2 separate regions of the Mus musculus genome follow, and region 2 is linked to region 1. The links are chromatin contacts, called in public targeted proximity ligation maps. All regions are on one chromosome and are shown on one strand. The core of a region is the stretch at or near the end of the contact, and the rest is flanking DNA. Distances in the headings are between cores, read along the strand shown.

Region 1 (7,046 bases), core at 224-2,723:
TGACACTTTGTAAGTCAAAGGGGTATTCGATGATCCCTGTAGTGGGGACTCGAACTCTAAGCACGTCTTGTTGTGTAGGCAGATAGGAAGGGTCGGCTACACGGTCCAAGTCATTCAGATAGCTAGAAGAGGAAGACATGAGAATGTCAGTTACCATCATTCTAATCCCATGGAAAGAGCAAAAACTGAGTCACAGAGAAAAAGGAAAGTCTGTAAGGTGACAGGCTAGGAAGCAGGCAAGGCCACACTTCCCCTGCTCAGAGAAAGGTTCTCCACCCAGTCACCTACTTACCACATTCCCATTTCCTCAGCAGCTGAACTCATGTAAAAGAAGGGAGAGCTGGTAAGAAACTGCAGTGAGTCTCCTAACATCTATTTGTTTAGCAGGCTTGGCTGGTGAATCAAGAGTTAAAGTTTTAAACTATTTATACAAAGTAAATTTGCATAAACCACCATATAATAAAGCTGAGTGTAAGGTCAGGATTTATCTTCTCTGTTGTTTGCAGAACATCAGTCTTTTCCTGGAATGAAGTTTCCTCATTCCCCTGAGAGAAGACAGACAGTATCATACCATGTCTTTAATTATGTCCAAAGCCCAAGTCATTTGTTATTCTTGAAAAGCCATGAGATTTTAAGTTATGATAACAATAATGTCTAATGTCAGATGCTCTTCTTTACAGTCACCTACCCTAACTTTTATGTATCTGACCATGATACTTACGCATTTCCACGGGGTGGGGAGAATCAAACATTGTATTTTTGATTGAAATAATTTTAGACTTACAAGAAACTTCGATCTATCACAGAGAATTCCTTGTATAAATCTTTCAATTGGCTCCCCCTTAATGATAGCATCTTCCTCCTTCTTCTTTTTTTTTTTGTTTTATTTATTTATTATATGTAAGTACACTGTAGCTGTCCTCAGATACTCCAGAAGAGGGCACCAGATTTCGTTACGGATGGTTGTGAGCCACCATGTGGTTGATGTGGTTGCTGGGATTTGAACTTGGGACCTTCGGAAGAGCAGTCGGCTTCATAACAGACCTTAGTTATGTGTATTCACACATATATTACACATACGAGTGTGTGTGTGTGACACACAGTCTATGAAGTTTTGCCACATATACACATCTGTGTAATCACCACCTCAAGCAGGGCACAGAACTTTCCAGCTGGCACCAAGAACCTGACTGGTGTTATCACTGGCACACCTGACCTCTGGCAATTACAGTTCACCATCAGTACGACTCTGTCCTTTCCAAAACCTTTCCCATTCACTTTCCAGGATCTTAAAGTGTAGGACATAAATTGTAATGTCACAAATGGCACAGTTTGACAGATCTGGTGACAGCCAGGTAGAGATGATTGTTCTGAGAAGCACTGCTATGATTTCAAAGAGAAACTATACTCTCCTGGCCCTGAACACAGGGATGGCTTCAAAGGGCATGGCCACAAAGTGACTACCCTGTGAGGAAGAGGCAGAAAAAAGGTGGAGCCATTAACAGAACTGGAAGGAACTAAACCTTCAGCTGGTAAGGACCACAAACAAGATCCAATGAGTTTGAATGTTTGGTGTTCATGGTATTTACAACTCAGTAATTACAAAACTCCTCGGCTGATGACTCTAATTCCTATACAGAGACTCAGTTTAAGCATTAAAGCTTTTATCATGTTATTCTTATTACTGGAGTTTCTTAATGAGTGAGACTCAAATGTGAAACGAAATATTACAAGGGAAGTGTGTGTTACGCCTATATGATTCATGAACTCACAGCAGTAAAGTCCAGCATTAATGAGGAAGTAAAATCTCTGCCCTGTGGGAAGCGTATCAGTCCTCCAAGTTCATGCTCCAGGGCTGTGTCCCAGACACATCAACACTTCTGCAGCCAGAATCGAGCTCTCTACTGACCAGTAAGAGCTCGCTTCTTACCTTCAACTATTATAAAACTGGCTCGGGACCAAAGCGGGTGCTTGGAGAATACAACTGTAAAGCTGTATTTTAGTGAATCTTGGCATACTCCTAGAGCCACCTAATGGATTAACATTCTGAGAATTATCTGTAGAACTATATCTCCTCTACAGATAATGTGGCCCACATCAGATACAAAAGCAAGAAGCTACTCTGGACAAATACAACTTTCTAATTTATCAGATCCTTGATTTGAAAAATTTAAGCTTATATTCTAAAATGTATGTGACCATCATTTTATATACAAGAACTCAGAAATTTCAGAAAAATCAAAGAAGTTTGCATTTACAGTGGCAAGATAAAAATGAAACTAAGAAATATACTTCCATTCTAGTTATGACCACGCACTCAAAAGCGCGAGTACACACACACACACACACACACACGTATGCACGCACACATGTACAAAGAGAGGTCACACACAGAGAGGTCACAAAAGAGGGCTGTTAATTCTTGTGTACACGGTTCTGTGGCAGTCTAGGAATGAAGGGAAATTGTGGTTTTGTTTTTTAAAGATGAACCAAGAGTACCCAATGCTAGCACCATTTTCAAGCACAAATGTATGTTTTCCAGGGATGATATTAAAAATCAGTACACAAAGTGGGAATTTATCTATTCAACTGTGCTGACAGCATCTCTTCCATCAGGAAAAAGTGCAATAACCTCCCCAAAACTGTGTATGCTACATGGAGTCAGGATACATACCTGCAGCTGGAAAGTGACTTGCAAAGGCTCAGCAGCCACCCTATAAAACTGACAGTGGCATATCTCTGTGCATAGGGTACCACTCTCTTTCCTCTTCATCCTTTGTACAGCTCATGTAGAATAACAACTACTTACACTGAACATTTGTTGCTTGCCAAGTTTTGTTCTATTTCAATATTGTCACCATCATGACAGGGAAATAGTCATTTAAAATGTTCCATGCAGACTACAGACATGACTCATTGATTAAGCAGAGGGCTGGGTTTAAGTCACTGTATAGCAGCTCATAACTATCTCTAATTCCACTTCCAGGGCATCTTGATGCCCTCCTCTGTCATGTTGTCAGTACTAGGCTTGTACATGGTGCACAGACATACATACAGACAAAAAACTCATACACATAAAATAAGTAGATTTAAAAAAATGTTCCATATATTTCTGACTAAGTTAAAAGTAAGGATGATCTTGCTGGATAGTCTGGCTTTGTCTCCGTGGGCTGGGGAAGGGAAAGGCTCACTTCATTTGAGGTAGAAAGTCAAATTACTGTAGTTTAGCAAAAGGAAATGGCTGAATAGTATCTGTTTCTATTAGTTGCAGCATAGAACACCTACATCCAACACCAACCATCCCCAACACCCCCTCCAAATAAAAGCAACACAAAACCAAACAAACTCACCAACCAAACAAAAGAGGCACAGTCTTTCTATATAATTATTTTTCTATGGAATGGCTCAGAAGGTGAAATACTGAAGACACAATTTGTGAAGCAGAAAAGAAAAGACAACTGAGAACTGTATCTCTCACTGCTCAGGAAAGGCCACCGTGGGCAGCTTGTGCCTGCGTGCCCCAGCTCCAGCGTCTCATGTCCCACCATGGCTTAGCAAGCAGGACTCAGGAGAGCTCGGGGCAGTTTTGTACTTTATAATGGCTTGGGGGAAGGGATTTACTTTGTAGCCCCAGAAGTGGGGTTTCTAGTGTACTACGTATATCCTCCTCATTTGTGCCTGCCACATTTTGGATGGAATAAAGTAATATCTAATCTCTTTATTTTCCACTGAAATACTTCATATTCTCAGCAAAACTGATGGAAAATGGGGGGTGGGTGGGTTCCTGTTGTATTATTCCATTCATTTAACCTTTTAAAAAGAAGCACCAGGGCTTAAGCAAATTTATATTACAGAGTAAATTCAGAGAGTTAATTATAGAAATAATTTGTTTTGTAAGACTGACTCTGAGTGGCTGCTGAGGTCATTCTGAGAGTGTTGCTATGGTGATGGCACAGGCACATTGCCAAGGCAATGCATGTGTAAAAGGTAGCTGGCGGAAGATCTTTCCTTGATGTCAGAGACAGGAAGAAGTCATGGTATACATGGGACTTAATTATCTGGGAGATAAGCCACATCTAAGAGTGCTTTAGAAAACGTAGGTTTGCCTGTTTAAGTCCTCTTTACTCCTATCTTATAGGCCTTTGATGACTTTTTGCTATATTAAGACACCAAATAATTTGGAACTTGTTAATTAAACATATTTAGCCTTCTTCCACATGCTCTCAGATTCAGTGGTCAGGGTCCATGACTAGCTTTTTCTGTGGCTGTTTTACCAGCACTCGGCAGGGAGCCACGGAACATACGCTCAGTGTGTTGCTCAAATGAAAACTATTTTATGAGAAATGCGCAATGGCTAGGCAAGTAGAGAACTCCTTAGGAACCAGCCCAGGAGCCAAGGGGCTGTTAGCTACCCATCCTTATGTGATTACACTTCTGGGACATAGCTCGCCTGCATTATGTAAAAACTAAATTCTGAATTAAAACGACTGACAAATTTCAATACAACAGAGGAAGGGCAGCACTGGTTTAACTTCATTTAGAGATATGCTTCCTGACTTCAGCCCTGTCCACGGGATGACGTAACTGGTACAACCACACTCACCAGGGTACAGCTTCTCCCCTGGCTTTCTATCCAGTCCAGTGACAACCGAGGAGGCTGACCCGATCAACAGACATGTCTGAGAGAATCTCCTGAATGGAGCAAAGTTATATAGGGTTCTGTTGGTTTTCAGTAAAAGGAAGGGAGGGCAAAGAAAGAGCTAAAGTAATCTCACAGTTCCTCTCCCACAGCAACAGAGTCACCTGGAGTTTAATGGCACACTAGACTTACAGCTTTATGGTAGAAGCGAAAGATATGAAAGCTCTTGGATAAATTCATGGGCTATGCAAGGAGTTTGCCCAAGATTTTATTTGGGTTAAGTCATCATAAAATTCCAAGTAATAATCCCCAAACATCTCCCTGTAGCATGTTTGAATACATGAGTGGATGAAGGCAGCCACGCCCACTAGCTTGCTTTCTTGTTACAATTAACTTCAGGATCATCTCTTGCTGTAAACAATAAAGTTTTAAGTTTAGAAAAAAGGAGCTATACCCATGCTTTGAATTATTAAAAGTAAAGAGTAAAGCTGAGACTTCGGTAAAATAATATGACCAAATCAAATTAAATTTGACTTTTTTTTTGCTTGGGATATGATTCTAAGTGATCATTAATTTTAATGATTGTCTGTCCATAGCAAATTTGAGCTACTGTGAGCATAAGAGTAACTTTGAACAACTCAATTGTCCCTCCCAGTTTTAAATGAAAGCAACCCAGAATAAGATTTGGCAACATATAAGTGAACTAGCTTTTTTTAAAAAAAAGTTTTAAAGAAAAAGTTAGAGGCATATAGACAGACCTTAGCAAGTACACCATTAAGAAAAAAGGACCTGTGGGTAGTAAGTAAGAAAAGAAGTTTCTGGCATGTGATGCAAACCCAGCTAAACACAAGATAAAACAGTGCCTTGTGGCATTAACAGCATGCTCACTGGGCAGATATTTGGCACTGGGGGATTTTAACCCCTATTAAGTGTCTCCATGGCAAGGCTGCCATGTTACAGATTTGCAGTTCAAGTTCGATATGAAGATAAAATCGTGGCACAGAAAAATGATGCTGGGTAGGCTTCATATTTTTAATTATTAAAAAGAAGGTTACAAAAACTAGGTCGCCTTCATTAAAAAAAATTAACAAGACCTCATTGTGAGAGGCCCAGTCCCTTGGGAGTAGAAAGCTAGATCATGCCATGAGATCCTATCTGACTGTCAGAAAGCAGCGAAGGCAAGGAAGAAGCCCAGACACAGCTCTGTCCAGAGCTGGATGAGCACAAAATTCCAGAGAAAAAGAGTTAAAAAAACAAAACAAAAAACCAAACCACTGGAACATTGTTAGAGAGACCTTTAAAAAATGGTTTAGTGACAGTTCTGAAATCTACTACCCTGAGACAAGGTTCAAAGCAACCCAGGTCTGAAGGCCTGGATGGAGCGGCCCTCCTCCCTCTGATCTGATTGGCCAGGAATCTGGTTCAGCTTGTTAGCTGAATGCAGTTACTCATTACACAAGCACTCCCGTCTCAAGTGAACTCAGTGGGTAAAAGGGAAGTAAGCGTTCCTCATGGCTAGTGCTCAGTGACCGGTAGCATTTATTACGGGTAGTTTTGGACATAACGTTGTTTGCTTTTCATAGGAAATCCCAAGTGCAAGGCAAAGGCCACAAAGTAGTGTTATGGATCCCGATTCTTCAGAACGTTATCTCAGGGGAGAGTAATCTCCACAGTAAAGAGAAAGGGAAGGGAGAATGGGTCCCGACTCTCTTTGACAAAAGAACTACAACAATTCACAAAGTATTTTTTCCCCTTAGCAAATATCCTGAGTATCCTGAAAAGAACTTAGCATTTAGGAAAGAGACTCAACATATTAATTCTATATACATACTGTTCAAAATGATTATCAAAGAGACCAGTGGGACCGAGCAACTCTGTGTGCCAGGCAGACCCCAGTGTTGAGTCCAGGACAAGGCCAAGAGCAACAGATTCACAACTATATTGCACAAAGAAACAGACAAAGCCTGTATTAGATACACACACAGCCAGGCACAACAATGCACACCTATAGCCCTTACTACTGGGGTGGGGAGAGGGGAGCTAAGCAGGATTGTTTGTGGCAGGGAGCCTGAGGTACTGTACTGGTGCAACACAAATGGACTGTCTCTTAAGTAGGAAACAAAAGGAAACAACAAAATCCAAAGAGAGAGACAGAGGAAGGCAAAAGAGGCCCTTAGTTCCCCTACTGAGTTTTTCTAATTTATTTTCTTGTAAGACAGCTTTCAAGGGTGTTGATTAATTCTGACCCAATTCTGAAACACCAAGAAACAATAGAATGTTGCTTCTTATCTGCCTTGCTGTGCAGTGACTATGCTTAATTCAGATAACATATACCTGTTTAATGAGAATGTATTATGTTAAATTCTAATTCCGCGTGTCTTTGATGGGAGTTGGTGGCTGGCACAAG
Region 2 (7,111 bases), core at 401-2,900, 230 kb before region 1:
TCCAGCTGCGTCTAAAGTGCATAAGACAGTAGGACAGCCCTAGGAGTTCATGAAAGGGAGTCTTTGGATCTCGTGGTCTCTTCTAGTCTTCCTTATGTAGTCCTTCTACCTGTCACGACTTGTATAGCTTTGTACTGTGCACACTGTCTACAGTGTGGAGTTGTACTTAGCTGAAGAAATGGGGGAACTATATATATAGTCCATCTTACTGGAAGTGTAAGCCCCATTTTCTATTTAGTGATTAAGTACAGAATGTCCTGTTCTAGAGGTCAGTCTTGGGTTGATCTCCATATCCCATCAAGCTGTGATAAAAAGCAGCCTCATAGGTGATCCTCAAGGTGATGCAGATGGCAAAGAACATAAGCTGGAGACAAAAGCGCCTCTACGGTGAACAAAGGAGGGACATGAAAAATTATTATTTCAAAAGCTAACTTAGTAGCCAATAGGAAGCTCTAAAAGTGACCTTAGGAAATGCTCAATGCTAGTCCCCCTGCCTCCTTGTCCCTCTTCCCAGAGTCTATTTGCTTACTCTGATTTCTAAACAGGCTTTGTAGAATACAATAGTATCCGACTGGCTGAGTCAGGGCATAGGTGCATCCCTCCTACACAGGCCACAGAGCCAGAATTCCAACGCAGACATCAGCAGATGGGCCGTGCATCAAAGCAAACACGCATGCTGACCTCTTGTAAGATCCTATCATCCCTCTACCTGTCTTGCCTTGGAATAGCCATTGAACAGGCTTCATCACCCACTCTTGTTAAGTTTCCAGCCGAGAACTGAGAATTTAAACAATTTCCAGCTTGTGTAATGAGTAATGGAAATAAATCTTTTTCACCACCTTCTGTGAGAAATTCTTTTCACGGGCTCTAATAAACACTGTCACTGTTTGAAGCCTTAAATATCTGACTGTCTGCTGCAGACTACACAAACGCCATCTTAACTGTGTGGGACCCGCTCTCACGGAGAATCTGCTTTTTGTAAAATTTCAGCCTGCTTGGCTATCTCACAAGACCACATAGAGTGTTCTTCCAACAGCCTTTGGAACTGCCTTAAGAGGCAGGAGCTCCCCAAAGCCTCATCACCAAGTTTTCAGCCTGTTCCTAAGCAAGAAAAAGAACAAAATGTATGCCCCCAAAGGAAATACTGCTGCCACCACAGAACAAAACAATATACATCAAACCCACACTCATTTCAGTACCCCTGCTGGAGGAGGCTGTAGACTCTGAGCTATGGAGTTCTGGAATAAAAGGCTCTCAAAAGTCAACAGTCCCTGACCATTCATGCTCACCGATATCTGAGAAGATGTAGATTTAGAGATGTGAGTTGAAAGAAGAGGGTCTCAGGGACCCTCTCCTTGATGTAAGCCAAGCTCCTAATACAGCATCAATACATAGTGCACACTTGCTTTGTTGGGAAGTCCGGCCAAGGATGTGGTTTAGTGAGCAGCCTATACGTGAAGGTGTAAGCAGGCATTTTCAGATGGAGAATTTTTTTTTTACTTGATACTTGAATCAGACACTGTTTCAATGTTTATATTAGTTTTTAAAACCTCTTTAAATAAACTTGGCAGAGCCTCTTTGAATAACATCATGAGTCATCTAGTTATGTAGTACTCCCAAACCAAGCCAAATCTTAGTGGTCTTTCTCCTGGCCTAAATACAGTTTGCACAGCTCTCAGACGAGGGCTTCTAGAGGCCTATTGTAAATCACTAAGTCTCTGCAGCCAGCTCTCAGGAATTTTAGAGGCAGGATAAATCATAATTCATTCTTGCATTGTGATAACACACAGCCATGTCTGAATTAAAAATAAAATGTTAAAATCTTAAAAATGGATGGGTATGAATGAACCAATGAAGAAGCTACAAATTTTGAGTCACACACTGTTACTCAGAAACCTTAAGATCTAAAAGAGGCGGGGGACATAAGCCAGTATGTGGTTTCCCAACAGAGAAAGAACTACAGGGAGAGAAAGGACCACCATTTCTGCCTTATTTATTTTTGTATGTGGCTTGGAAATACATCATTCTATAAAAACATCATTACTACCAAACAATGCCCTTCTTTTAGCTAGGTGAGAGATCCAGAGTAACAAATACGTTTTCCTTTTTGTTTGTTTGTTTTTTGTTTTTAGGATTTTTTACTTCATTTGTGGATGTTTGTTGCGGGGGAGGGCGGTGGTGGGGATGGTATGCATTTGAGTGCTGTGCTTGCAGAAGCCAGCAGAGGGCACCAGGTCCCTCAGAATGAGCATTATAGGCAGGTGTGCACTTCATGGGGGTGATAGGAGCTAAATTACAGTCCTACGGAGGAGTCGTTTGTGTTCTTAACCAATGAGCCATCTCTTTGGCTCATTTTTTTCCTCCTTTATGTGAAATAGGTTAGACCAACTACCTTATACAAGTATAATGAAAGCCCTTTGTAAAGGTTAAAATGTTTTAAGTAAATCATTTAAAAATATATAAAGAATTAAAGGGAATTTATTTGAATAAAAATTAACCCAATGGATCAAAAAGATAATTTCCAAAGAAAATCGATGTAAAAATTATTCATGTATGTGTTAACTTTTTTGTTTATATTGTCTTTGAAATGCAGTTTATATTTTATACTTTATTTAACACATCCATATTTTAGACTAGGAGCCTTTCTGGGACTCAATAGCTCCATGGAGCTGGCAGGCAACGGGCTGGACAGCAAAGGGCAGAAATGAAGCTAAGGCTTATCATGGCAGATCTCTTCCCTTGGGCTATCACTGTCTTCCACCCTCTCCAAGACTCCTTTTCACCTATCCTGACATCACAGCACTTAGAGGAATGTCACCCTTATAAGTCACATGACATCCTGTTCTGAAGCTTAGACAACACATTCTAAATGAAAAGACAGGACCCAGGCTCATTCCCACTTCTCAACAGTAGAATGAATGGAGACACATGACCGCCAAGTTTTCAAGCCGTAACTACAACCCGAGTCTTTAAAAGCACCTCTGCACACCATGGCAGTGGCTTCCATCTCACTTTACCCTTAGAAATCACGACACAGAGCTTTGTAGCAAGGAAGAGAGAGCCCACTGAAGTCACAAGGAGAACGTCTGTTGCTTATACTGCTCCGAGGTCCCAATGGCTCGCTGGGGTGAGGGAGAGGTTAGGTCTCAAAAGGAAGTTATTTCCATGACTTGAAAGAGATTTTTGGTCCTCTGCCAAAGGCAGGAGAACCTTTTTAAAAATAAATCAATTCCTCATTTCCAAAGAACGACCATGTAGAGCATGTATGCTGGATCAAATGCCGTGACTGAGAAATGTCACCATCAGAGCCAAGAACACCCGAGTCCCGCCCCCACACCCCCTAGAACCTTACTGAGACTCATAAAAGACAGCTGTCTCTCTCCTAGTTTTCACTGAGTCTAACTGTATATACACTGTTTCTTGCTTTAGGAAGCAAACAAAGCATTACTCCAGCAATTACAAATTATATTCTGCCTTTTTTGATCTTTGAAAACAGGTTTTTGTTTGGTTGTTGTTGTTGTTTTGTCCTACGTTGTTTTGTCTCCCTCGGGATCCTTACTCTCATTTGGTGAGTTTAGTCATGTGAAAATCTCAAATGCTGGCAAATCTCTTGCCTCCTCTCTCATTCCTCTTGCTCTGCCCTCCTTGTATCTTTACTGACAATATCAATCATTACCATTGCCCCAGCCTCCATACACACTGAAGAAAGAGGAAAATGTAACTGGAATGTACATTTAGCACTACCAAGAATCAGGAAACATGATGTTTCTTCTCTTTATTTTAAAGTAGTTTGTGACGGTGGAGGTGATAAATCTGACATTGTCTTGCTTGCTTAGTGAAGGTCTTGTGACCTATGGGAGAGATAAGTATGGTCTGAGGTAAATCCAGGTGGGAAAATTAGTTCAATAAAAATATCTACAATGCGTACATGAATTTTTGTGTGTAAGCATGCATTACGTATGTGTTGTTGCATATATGCCTGCATGTTTATGTCTTTGTATCTCTACCTACAGTAAAGGGGAGAAATATCAAACAGCCAAGCAGCAGCCAGTTCATTTAGACATTAATTCTGACGTGCCCTCTGTTGAAGGAACCAAGTCTCCTTAGAGAAATGACTGTGTTCATGACAGGGCAAAGGAGCAGCAAAATGGCCTGGAAGAACCAGAATAGTAAGAGACATATGAAGAGTTTGACAGGGCTTCAACTGGCTGATGCCCACTGTCAAAGGAATAACCAGATGAAAGAGTGTAAGCTCGGTAAGTGGTTGCCTTTCAAGCAACAGGACCTGGGGTCTAACCCCAGATGATGTTTTAAAAACAAACAAACAAACAAACAAACAAACGAGACAGGTATGGTGGAAGATGCTTTGTAATCCTAGTATTGGAGAGCTGGAGGGAGACAGATTCCTGAGGCTCCAACAGCTTACTCTAATTTGTTATTTATAGGGAAGGGATGGAAGGAGGGGGGAAGGGAGAGGAAGAGAAAGAAGGAGGCAGGGGCGCAAGAGAGAGATTGGCTTTTTCCATTGCTGAGACAAAATACGTGGTAAGAATCAGCTTAGGAGAGAAAGAGCTGACAGGCTTTGGCCCGCTGTGCCTGGGTACAGTCCATCATGGTGGGGAGGCATGGCGGGGGAAGCTTGAAGCAGCTGGTCCCACATCAGATGACAGGAAGCAGAGAGCAGTGAATACTGGTGCTCGGCTCCCCTCCTCCTTTTTACTTGTCCTGAAGTTAAGACGGGTCTTTCCACACCTATTAATATAATCTAGATGATCCTTTATAGCCATGCCCAGACCCTAGCCTAGTCTAGATAGTCTCTCACAGAGGATTATCTCCTGAGTCTAGAGCTGGTAAAATTCACTATCGATATTAACCATTCACCACAAGTGTACCCCTTTTAACTTGACACCAAAACACTTTTAATCCATAAGCTTCTACTCATTGACTTCTAGGCTCATGGCCATCTATTAATGCAAAATGCAGTCAGGCCAGCTTTAGAGTTCCCATAGTTTTTAGCTTTAATGTCCTTTAAATGCCTTTGAGTGCATATGCCATCTGAGACTGGAAGCAATCACTTAACTCTTAGTGCCTACAAGAAACAAACAAATCAACAAAACCATAATCTTCTAATATACAATGGCACAGACTAAGCATCCCCACTCCAAAGGAAGAGATGGAGTCATAATGACGAATGGTCAGATTACAACAAGAGCAGACAGACCACACCGTGGAGGGCAGCATACCATGCAGCTCTGTGTCTAGCTTCTGGAGCTCATGAAAAAATCCTTTTGGCTCTGAGGGCTTGGGTAGCTCCAGCTCTCCAGCTCTATGGCTCCATAGAGTTGGCTCCATTCTGTGCCTTCAGTTTTCCTCAGCAGATGCCTCATGGTCCCAGCATCTTTAACATCCTCAGGTCTTGTTTGCAATCTGGACTTTATCTTCATAAGTTCATGTAGTAGTCTCTCAAGGTGTCCGTGCAGAAACTCTAACCCTGCCACACACCGACTGACCTCAGCAGCTCTCTAAAACCATGCAACAAGACTCAGTGACATGTTTCACTTCCATCTTTCATGCCTGGAAAACCAGAGACATATGGATAACACTGCTAACCTCTGCTGCTTGGACCAGACCAGTAGTAACCTCTGAACACCTCGGTGGCTAAACTACTAATTCACTTCCCTAAGCGTTCCCTTGGGAATAGGAAATCCTTTCTGTGATATTATCACTTTGGGCTTTCTTGTATTTACCTAAGTTTACATTTTTTAACAGTGGGAGCCATGCACAGATCTCACCTTCAGGATACATTTCCTATTTTTCCAAGCATGAGGCTTCTCTTTATCAGTTGCTGATGCTCTGGCTCCACTCTTCTTTCTGCAATGTACACCCAGAGAATGCTGGAAAGTAGCCATGCCACAGCCTGAATATTTGTATATTGGAAGATTACTGCTTTGAAATTTCTTTCATTGAAGAAATTACTCTATTATTTTTAAACTCAGCCTCACTAAAGTTCTCAGGACTTGAGCAGATTAAATACAGTCAGATTCTTCACAATAATATCAAACAAAAAGCTTTCAGCCTAGTCCTTAACAGAGTGTTTGTTTTCTTTTGAAACTTCATGGACCATGTCTCCATGGTCTGTTTCTTTTGACATTCTGGGCTCCTAAACTCCACTTGAGTAGTCCATTCTATTCTCCTTAACAGGATCTGGAACTTCTATACCCTGATGTTTCCAAGTTCTTCCACACCCCTCCCATAAAAATAGTTTCAAAAGCAAAGGAATTATATAGTCAGGTTCATCATAGGAGCAACCCCAATCCTTGTTCACATTTTCTTCTAGCTTAGTTATGCTACTTGTTGCTATTCTTGTGCGCGCTGGACTGGCCAGCAGTAACGACGCTGCAACAGGATCCTTCTGCACACGTTTATTGGGAGAGCTTGATTGCAGAGGCGAAGAGACCCTGAGCCCAGAACTGGTGCTGCTTATATAGGCCTAGGAGAGGCATGTCTCACACCCGGATTGGTTATGCACTAAGCCTCATTTGCATGTGCCTCATCTGATTGGCTACTCTCTCTCTCTGTACCTCACAGAGCCTCATTATCATACCTCATTTGCATGTCTCACATCTGATTGGTTATACTCTCAAAGCCTCATTATCATGCCCGGGCCAGGCAGTGTCTTTGCAAAAAACTTTACTGCATATGTACACATTGGTTGTTTGTCCAAACTTATGCGTGGTGGCCAGTAGTAGTCAGCGCCACTCTGCAACGGCACATGTGGCTTCCCACAGCTATGGCAAAATACTTGGCAGGATTCGGCTTAAGAGAGAGGAAAGGTTGACTTTGGTCCACAGTACAGTCCATGACGGTGGAGAGCCATGACGGTGGAGAGCCATGACGGTGGAGAGCCATGATGTCAGGGGCCTGAGATCACATTGCATCAGCAGTGACTGATGACAGCTGCTGCTCAGTTCTCTCTCTCCTGTTTGCTTCTCCAGCTCTTTGGACAGGTCTTCCAGCCTCAGTTAATTAACTGAAGTCTAAATGATCGCACATGAACATGTCCAACTTAGTCTAGATAGATGCTTCCCCATCCTCCCAATGCTGCAACCCT

Evidence for each region.
Region 2: a targeted proximity ligation map of embryonic fibroblasts shows a contact between it and region 1, with 7 read pairs. A contact is called at or near these places in 10 of 484 Hi-C or Micro-C datasets (the MNK3 cell line, embryonic stem cells, nephron progenitors and 2 more) and 7 of 130 datasets of targeted methods (the G1E-ER4 cell line, the NIH/3T3 cell line, bone marrow-derived macrophages and 3 more).

The regions. Positions count from the first base shown.
Region 1 is chr19:16,325,153-16,332,198 of GRCm38.p6, reverse strand. It overlaps Gnaq (guanine nucleotide binding protein, alpha q polypeptide), which reads right to left. Exons shown (of 7, transcript NM_008139.6): 4 at 1-122. Among named protein-coding and RNA genes, the nearest start is that of Mir496b, 14 kb to the right of the region's middle.
Region 2 is chr19:16,553,285-16,560,395 of GRCm38.p6, reverse strand. The region is part of intron 2 of Gna14 (guanine nucleotide binding protein, alpha 14); the gene reads right to left. Among named protein-coding and RNA genes, the nearest start is that of Gm41811, 27 kb to the left of the region's middle.